Linked DNA regions of Mus musculus: region 2 is linked to region 1. A link is a contact called in public HiChIP or PLAC-seq data. All regions are on one chromosome and are shown on one strand. Each heading gives the region's core, a stretch centred on a gene start, on an enhancer-like site or on the middle of the called end of the contact. The rest is flanking DNA. Distances are from core to core; before and after follow the strand shown.

What was found. HiChIP or PLAC-seq counts read pairs in DNA pulled down with a chosen protein or histone mark.
Region 2: an H3K27ac HiChIP or PLAC-seq map of microglia shows a contact between it and region 1, with 5 times the contacts expected there. The contact joins two enhancer-like sites. A contact is called at or near these places in 1 of 15 datasets of contacts at CTCF or cohesin (the NIH/3T3 cell line), 3 of 115 datasets of contacts at active chromatin or transcription factors (embryonic stem cells, microglia and stem cell-derived neural progenitor cells) and 1 of 9 other capture datasets (adipose tissue).

Annotation. Positions count from the first base shown.
Region 1 is chr6:54,617,949-54,622,377 of GRCm38.p6, reverse strand. Plekha8 (pleckstrin homology domain containing, family A (phosphoinositide binding specific) member 8) reads right to left here. Exons shown (of 14, transcript NM_001164361.1): 5 at 3,026-3,184; 6 at 2,066-2,106; 7 at 100-257. Among named protein-coding and RNA genes, the nearest start is that of Plekha8, 25 kb to the right of the region's middle. Within about 2 kb of position 2,632, at least 6 of the 459 cell types and tissues checked have an H3K27ac peak or open chromatin away from gene starts, as enhancers often do. A contact at or near this core is called in microglia, where this site is marked.
Region 2 is chr6:54,954,341-54,958,769 of GRCm38.p6, reverse strand. The region is part of intron 1 of Nod1 (nucleotide-binding oligomerization domain containing 1); the gene reads left to right. Among named protein-coding and RNA genes, the nearest start is that of Nod1, 16 kb to the left of the region's middle. Within about 2 kb of position 2,214, at least 136 of the 459 cell types and tissues checked have an H3K27ac peak or open chromatin away from gene starts, as enhancers often do. A contact at or near this core is called in microglia, where this site is marked.

The DNA.
Region 1 (4,429 bases), core at 1,383-3,882:
ACGTTTGGAGGCCAAGCTCTATCTCTGTCTACTCTGTGAGTTAGGCAGACCCTAAATCTATTACTCAGCACAGCAAGGCAGACTTTCTTTTGACGTTACCTGTCACATTGTCATCTGTGTTTTCTTCACTGGAGATGCTGCAATCCACCTCTGTGGACTTCAAATACAAGGAACTCTTGGTTTTCATTAGGATTTCTTCATCACCATTTACTTCTATACTTAGCGATCCATTTTCACAACTGTTTAACTCCATCGACCTAAAACAAAATGTTTAAAAGAAAATATAACTTGCCACAGGCTGCCCAGAAGGTGGTTCTCAACCTTCTTAATGTTGTGATCATTTAATACAATTCCTCATGTTGTGGTAACACCAACAATAAAATTATCTTGTTGCTAATTCATGACTATAATCTTGCTACTGTTTATGAATTCTAATGTGTATATCTGATATGTGACCAAATGGGGGCTGTGACCCACAGGTTGAGAAATGTTGCTCTAAGGGCTAGGAGGATCCACAGCCACCAAACACTGATTAAAGGCATTTTTTTTTTTTTAAACTAAGCCAAACCTTTCCATTTTCCACAGACACTAAGGCAAATACAGTAAGCAAACTACTAAAGTTGTGTGTGAGTAAAGTTGCTCATTCCTGCAATCCCTTTACTTGGGGGACTGAGGCAAAAAGCCTACCATCATCCTAGGCTAACCTGGGCTGTAGATTAAGACCCTCTAAAAAATAAATAGAGGAGTGTTAGTGGCTTTTCCTGTACCCTGAGGTGACCCAATCTCCTGGTTTTCCACCAGCATCAGGAAATGCTCAAGATAGTCTTTAGTTTATAATAGGCTTTCTCCAGGTGCCAAATTTAACACTTACTTGACTTTCTTCAACTTCTCCCTGGGAGGCTTTTCTTAATGACACATGGCTACTTAAACATGTTTGCTTAGCAGTTAACTGTCTGAAGTGACATGCTGTGGTCAGCAGAAAGTCTCTGAGAAAGGCACACAGGAGGATCACAGCATATCCCAAGGGACTGAGCACACATCAGGGCAGCAGAAAAAAGCGCTTTAACATTTAAATGAAACAGCTGACTCTGCTAAAAGGATGTAATATATTATTATAAGTCAACTTAAAGCAGTAACAGAACAGCATCCAAGGTACACAGTGATTCTAGTCAAAGAAAATATGCATTTCAAACCCACAACTCAAAATGTAAACATAGATAAAGCCAGTCTTAAAGAAATAGAAATTCATAAAAATGTTTTTAGTAAAAATATTTGAAAAGGAAAAAAGTAGCAATGTCCAAATTGAGGACAATCTTTGTAATAAGGATAAGGAATCAAAACGCATACACGTACATAGCATATCAAAGGATGGACTGTTAACAATTTAAAAGGATAATCTGTACTGTGTCAATTCACAGAAGTGCCACACTATTTTATTCTATTTTATTTTTATAAGTAAAGACCTGACAGTAGTGAGACGGGAAGCGTTTCCATTCTTGGTGACACTTAGATCAGACTCAAGGGCACACACATGCTAGATGAGCACTGTACCTCTGAGCTACATAAACTTGCAGTTGTCTATACTGTATACATGTTTTTAAATCAAAGAATCATTTAGAGGAATGGTATTAGTTTATATTTTGTATCGTTTCATGGCCTTTTGGCAAAAAATCAAGTGTAGTTTATATTTTGCTAGCAAGTTATCTTCTGAATTATGTGCTACTAAGACTCCATCTCTAAATGAGACAGAGCAACAATACTATGTTCCCTGGGGAAAGGCACGTTGAAATCAACATTCAGCTCTTCTTCAAGAAAAGTTCCAAGCCTCAGCAACTCTAGACAGACTAAGTTAGTAGATGTGCTGACAAGACTCATTTCCTAGGGAAATGGCCACATCTGCTCATTTCTGCCAAATCCACTTGTGGTTCAGCGTCTCAGATGGAAGTCAGGTCATTTGCTTCTGACACCATCACAAACCACCGTCACTATACCACTCCTTTTTTTAAAAACAAGGAACACAGTGACTTTTAACTTTTAGAAAGAAGAAAAATAAAAGTTACTATACCTTTCCAACGAATTATGAATTGGTATGATGGGATGTTTCATCTTTAAAAAGAGAAAACAAAGAAATGAAAGTTTATGTGTTCAACCTTCAACAGAGTGTTATTTAGAATGTCATCACATAAGAAAGTGGTCACCAGAGACAGAGTGTATATTGCCCTCCTCAAGGAAAGAAAGACTCCTAGGTCTCGTCCAATAAAGGTGCACCCAAATCTCTTAGGAAAGGAAGACAGGGGTTTGAAAGATCTCACTACCACAGCCCAATTCCTAATGACTAGCTTTCTTTATAGTGTGTTAGCTGTTTTTAGCATTGGCAGCAAATTGTGCTGCAGTATTGTATCTAACACTAAAGATATGAAGGTAAGCATTACAGACAGAATTTCTGCCCTTAAGCCAACTTCAGTAGAAGTTAGAGCTGAAACAGGGAGTGTATGAGAGGAGGTCCTCTTAGCCCAACCTAGGCACTGAGAGAAGACTAAGGGAAGATAAATAGGGGCTGACCAAGAGAGAAGCAGAGACAGCGACAGCATGCTCAGCACCGGAAGATGGCATAAGCAATGGCACATTCAGGCTAGGCACGGGGAGGGGCGCGGGGGAGGAGGGGAGCAGCTGACACAGGGAGAGGTTACGAAGCTTGGTCTTAGCTTACAGGCCATGAGGAAATGACCAAAAGCTTTAGATAAAATCCAATTCACACTCATTACTCTTGGCTAATGGAGGGGTCAGGCTGACCGTGACTAGGTAGGATAGCACTGATCTAGGGAAGACTCTAGGAAGTTAGAGAGAAGAGGTTAGAGTAGAAAACTATGTGGGGTCAAACTGCTAAAAATACCCAAACTAGACATGGGACCAAAGACAGACACAAAAGTGGACAGAAAGCAAACTACTCTCAAACAGGCATGACAATGTATATCCTTAAACTTTGCCACAGGGCTGCGGGACAGAAAGGGAGCTGGGCTTTTACCTTGCTGGACTTAAGCACCGCTAGTTGAGGGGACCCTGGGGGTGTATGGTAAAGCAGTTCGGAGGTAAAGGCTGCGTTTGCAATCTGCATGCATTCTTCCAAGGTCTTCAGGAAAGTGTTGCAGGTCGATTTTAGCAGGGTTCCCACATCAATTCCCTCCTATGTAACAACCAGAAGAAAATTTTGTCTGGCTACAAAATGAGAAACTCAATGGAGTTACATCCTGAAAGGTTTATATTCACGCACAGTGCTAATGTACCCAACCAACATGTTGCTGGATAAATATGCATATCAGTGATAAACAACAAAAACCAATTAGGCCAAGTTATCCATTTTCGTATACATCTTGCTATTCTGACAATCTATTTGCCCACTGTTCCAGCTAATGGCAGCTTCTTTTGCCTCTGGATTCCACGCTAGCACCATGCTAGGTGCTGGGCACAGATGCAGGCACTGTGCATCATTTGCTCAGCAGATGACTGCAGGGCTTGAGGCAACCAAAATTCATTTAAACACCTAGTAGGTACTTTTGTCTTTAAGGTAGTTTAATTTTCTGGGTGTTTTGCTTCTGGATGTTGATATTAGTAAGTTGTTCATGACATTTCTGAAACCGCACTCTTGACTAGGGATCAAGGCGATGACGTGGATTTCTAATAAAGGTCCCCGGTGATGCTGTGATTGTGAATGAAGATCCCAAGGCTCTCACTGTGAGCATTTTCTTCAATTACAGAGCTGTGCCCAGGATTTCCCATCTGTCTAGAGCAGGCTTCTTACCTTGGCACCACTGAGACTTTGGGTTGGTTAGTATGTGTGTATGTTTGTGTGGCGTTTCAATAGGAATGGCCCCTTAGGCTCATATATGTGAATGCTTAGTCATCACAGTGGCATTTACTTGAGAGGAATTGGGAAGTGTGGCCTTATTAGAGTGTGTGTGTCACTGTGGGTAGGCTTTGAACTTTCAAAAGCCCAACCCAGGTCCAGTGTCTCTCCCTTCCTGATACCTGTGGATCCAGATGTACAACTTTCAGCTACTTCTGCAGTATCGTATCAGCCTGCACACCGCTGTGCTCCCTGTCATGGTGATAATGGACTAAACCTCTGAAACTATAAGCAAGCCCTCAACTAAATGCTTAGCTTAACTTAGCATTTACAAGCTTATAAGTACTGCCCTGGTCATGGTATCTCTTCACAGCAATAGTATAGTGACTAAGACAGTTGGTTGGTCGGTGGGTCAGTCAGTTTGTCCGTATGCAGGAGTGAGGCACAATTCTGCTCATTATGCTTAGCAGCACCCCTGGCTTCTAAACACTAAACAACAATGATACTTCCTCAATCCTGACATTCAGACTGTCCTTGCTCTAGACTATAGACCTTGCAAGAAAAGGGATGAAATGGCTTTTATCT
Region 2 (4,429 bases), core at 965-3,464, 340 kb before region 1:
GCTCACAACCCCGTTTCGGAGGATCTGATGCTCTCCTGGCCTCCTCTAGCATTAGGCATATGCATGATGCATGTACAAACATAAAATAAAGGGACTCACGCGTACACATAAAATACAAATTACATTTTTTTTAAGTTGGGCAGTGATGATGCACGCCTTTAATTCCAGCACAAGGGAGGCAGAGGCAGGTGGATCTCTGCATTCAAGGCCAGTCTGGTCTACAAAGCAAAATGTCCACGAAAGCCAGGGCTATCAACAGCAACACTACTATCTATCTATCTATCTATCTATCTATCTATCTATCTATCTATCTATGGCTGATGCCTGGGGGGGGGGTGGGGTGGGGAGCTGCTTGCAGGCAGGCTGGCCATTTTTCCAGAAACGAAAGACTGAAATAGTGACAGCCATGTACCCACCCTTACCATTGTAAGCCCACAAAACTCATTCTCATTTCCTAAGCCACAGGAGGGGCTGAGAGAGTGAACCAGGCCCTAGTGGGGTCAGCACAGCTGCTGAATAGACAGCTGACTTCTGCCTGGGTCAGTCTTCAAAGAAGAAGGGGGCAAGGCTGTATAAACTGCCACATGGTCAGCAAAGTCATTGCTTCCCACACCAGGCCTTTCTGTGTCCTCTTTCTGTGACAGCCACAGTCCCTGAGTCACAGGCTTCTTATGAGCTCTCACTCCAGGGAAGGCGCTTGAGGAGGAGGAGTCAGGACTGGGGAAGAAGTAGAGTGGGTGGCCGGATTCGAACACTGGCCTGGCTTGCTTTGGCTTACATTGGTGCTTATGGCCAGCCTTTATACAGAAGTGCTTGTAAGATGGCCGGGCCACGTAACAACAACTTGGGGTGTAACTCTAATTAGCATCTGCTATGCTGTTACAGAATAGTTTTCTGGGAAAGGCTCGTCTCAATCTGTAATCTCGTCCTCTGGTATTGCAACAGCAACTTGGAGAAAGCTGGGGCGATTTATTTGGAAAAATACAGAGTTTCAAAAGAATGAATGAAGGTTCCCAACAGCAGGGCGTGTCAGGAAAGGGCAGAGTCATAAGGCCACTGGGGCTGATGGGGAATGACTTCTTTGAGTGTTCTCTTCTTGATTCAACCCAAAAAAGTAGATTGCTACTTTTAAATGGCAATCCGTAAGTTACTGCTGTATAATATAAAGCAGTGCTTTTCAGCTAGGCATGGTGGTGCATGCTTTTATCCCTGACGTATGGGAGACCCAGGCAGAAGGATCTTGAGAGCTCGAGGCCACAATGCAGTACACAGTAAGGCTCTCTCTTAACATGAAACTAAAACAAACATAATGCTCATAGAACATTTCAGATTTGAAAAATATAGGTTGATGACACTTGGCAAATATGCATGTGTGTGTGTGTGTGTGTGTGTGTGTGTGTGTGTGTGTGTGTTTATATATATGCTCTTCCCTCAGTGTCTGCAGGGATCAGTGTCAGGATACTCCAAGGAAAACAAAATCCACCAGTGCTCAAATCCCTGATACAAGACAGAGTGATTATCTTCATATACCTACACATACCATCCTGAAAATTTAAATCATCTTTAGATTTTTATGACACCTAATGCATTGTAAGTGCTATAAAAGTGGTTATAGCATTCGATTCAAGAAACAATGACAAGGAAAAATCTACAAATTCTTCCATGTTTAGTGAGGTGCGATATTTTTCTGAATATTCTTGATCCATGGTTGGTTGAATCTGAGAATGTGGAATTCACAAATGTATACACACTATACACACACACACTACACACTACACACTACACACTACACACTACACACACACACACACACACACACACACACTACACACACACACTACACATACACTACACACACACACACACATACATAGAGCTCTCACTCAAGATATTTCTATGTCCCCAGGAGTTTGCATGGCTGTTGTTTTGCAACCCGTGTCTCCCAGCTACCATCTCTCGGCTTCTACACAGAGCCATACAGTGTATTCTGTTTTATTGAGTCTGACTTTCCTCAGCCTTGAATCTGACAGCAGTGATGTATTTTATTGCACTCACATGTGCCTGGTGCTGAGTTATGTGTCTGTAGACACTGCTCTGACTCAGTCATTCAATTCCTCTGGGAACTGCCAACTCCTTTCTCACTGTCAACAGCAGGGGCCTTGTTGGAATGAAACAAAACCAAAACCCTGTCAGAACTTCTGATTCTCCTCACAGGGCAGATTTCTTAGAAAGGGAAGTTGCTAAAGACACTTCTCAAGGCTGTTGATGCCTAGTGTTGAGCAGTATCAGCTCACCACAAGGAAAGGGAGAAAAATAAAAGCAAACCCTGAGCCCTTGGCTCATTTTTGTCTGTGGACTCTCAACAGCTTTGTTAAGACATCAGATGAGGCCACAAGTCCAGAGTGCTTGAGAGCAATCTTTCCACTCCATCAGCTAAAACTAGTGCCATTCAATATGTCACACATATGTCCTCTGATAGATCTCAAAGCCCTCAAAGTTAGATGTTACTAAGATAAAACCTGGTCCTATAAAATGTCCTTGGAAAGCTCCCTCAGTTTGTGAGAGTGACACCATAACACCTGCTCTCAGTTGACTTCAAACCTACCAACAGTGGAGGTCACACAGCAGAAAACCTCTTCTAGCTTCCCCCTAACTGTGGGTAACACCTCTCATGTGTGAATTCTGACAGTAACATTGCCTAATTACTTTGCACCATTGACTCTTAACTTGGAGTGCAAAGTCTAGAAAAAGAGAACACTCTTTATAGCACACCTTAACAGGACCTCTCATGTACCTCTGGCAAGAATTTAGGAATGTGATGGGGAAAGCCATTGTACTGACAGTGATACCCAGTGGTGGGATGTTATGGTCCTAGCATTGTAGACATTGGACCAAGCAAGGTGTTATATACAAGACTAGAAAACTGCTTCATTAAAACTGTAGCTTCTGGGCAGAAGGAACTGACAGGGAACTAAGTTGCAATCAGGCTATGTACTGACAAAGGGCAGTAGGTTTCTATTTCAAGAGTACAGAGTTGCAAAATTGCATCTACCACCTGCATATTTTATCCTAATTTTTCTATTTCATGTCCCACCCTGCGTTCTGCTGCCCGAGGTCTCATTTTCAGGCCACATCCACGGCCTTAATTTGTTTCTTTGGTTGTTTCCTTGGGCTGTCTGGACAGGATCTCCCTTCAACTCCCATCCTCAAGGCTCCATATATAGAGCTGGGAAAACCTCCCCCTACAGAGTGGCCTAGCTCTGTAAAGTCAACCTCTGCCATTCCTCCTGCCTCTTCTCCACCCTTTCCTCTCCCCCCCCCCTTCTCCAGCCCTCCCTTTCCCTTACTCCTCTGCTGTCCCTACTACTATCTACCCTCAGCTCCCTTGCCTTCCACTGGCACCCCAGGGCCCACCGTTTGGCAGGTTGTGACCTGGGAGACGCTTGGCTCTCTGTTTCTGGTGGCACCAGCTCATGCTTGGTCACTCTCTCTGAGGTGTCTCATGGCAGTTTGCTCTATCTCTGGCTTTGGTTTATTAGGCAATGTTTTTCTTTGTTTCCTTTTTTATGTCCACCATAACTTCCTTAACTTCCTGCCAAAGAGAGCTCACTGCCCTCTGAAAATTACAAAAAAGCACCTCTTTGCCAGCTAGGGGTCATGAACCTGTGGCTTTGTTCAGGTGGTCAGAAATCAGGAGAGAGTGTCCCCTTTTGCTGGTGAACTGTGAAGAGCCCGTGGTGGAAATTACAGGAAAAGCCTGGGAAGCCGAGGGACCATGTTTGTGGGAATTGCAGGCACGGAAAGAGAAGCCTGGTTAAAAGCCCACTCCCAGTTGATAAGAGTTGGGTCAAGTGGAATGAAGGCAGTTGCTCAACCTCCTTTCCCCAGCCTTCTAAACACGCTGACTCACCCGGGAAGAACCGCGGCCTTTCCCTGTTCTCTCACACTTGTGAGCATTTCAAGAGAAAGTTTCCACTCTGGGCTTCAGCTTCCACTTTTCTCACAGGCTTCCAGAGCCACCTCATCCCTTGCAATGACTTGCTGCTGTTACAGTTCTTGCCCTCTGTTTCTTTGACGATAATTTATTTATTGAGCTAGTCAGTTATGGTTATACATTTTTTATTTTTTGATCTCACAATATACATTTTCAAAGCACTTTAAAATGTTTTTGAGATTATAATATAATTATAGTATTTCTCTGTTCCTTTTTTCCCCTTCCAAAATGTTCTGTATTATCCTTCCTCACTCTCCTTCAAACTCATGCCTTTTTTTCCTCACTAATCCCATGACTGACACCATGGATTAAAGGTAGTGAGAATTGGCCCTGAGGGCTGGCCAGTCTGAGTAAGAGTGGCCTAGACAGAATATGGCTGCATATATATGTATATATATGTGTGTGTGTGTGTGTGTGTGTGTGTGTGTGTGTGTG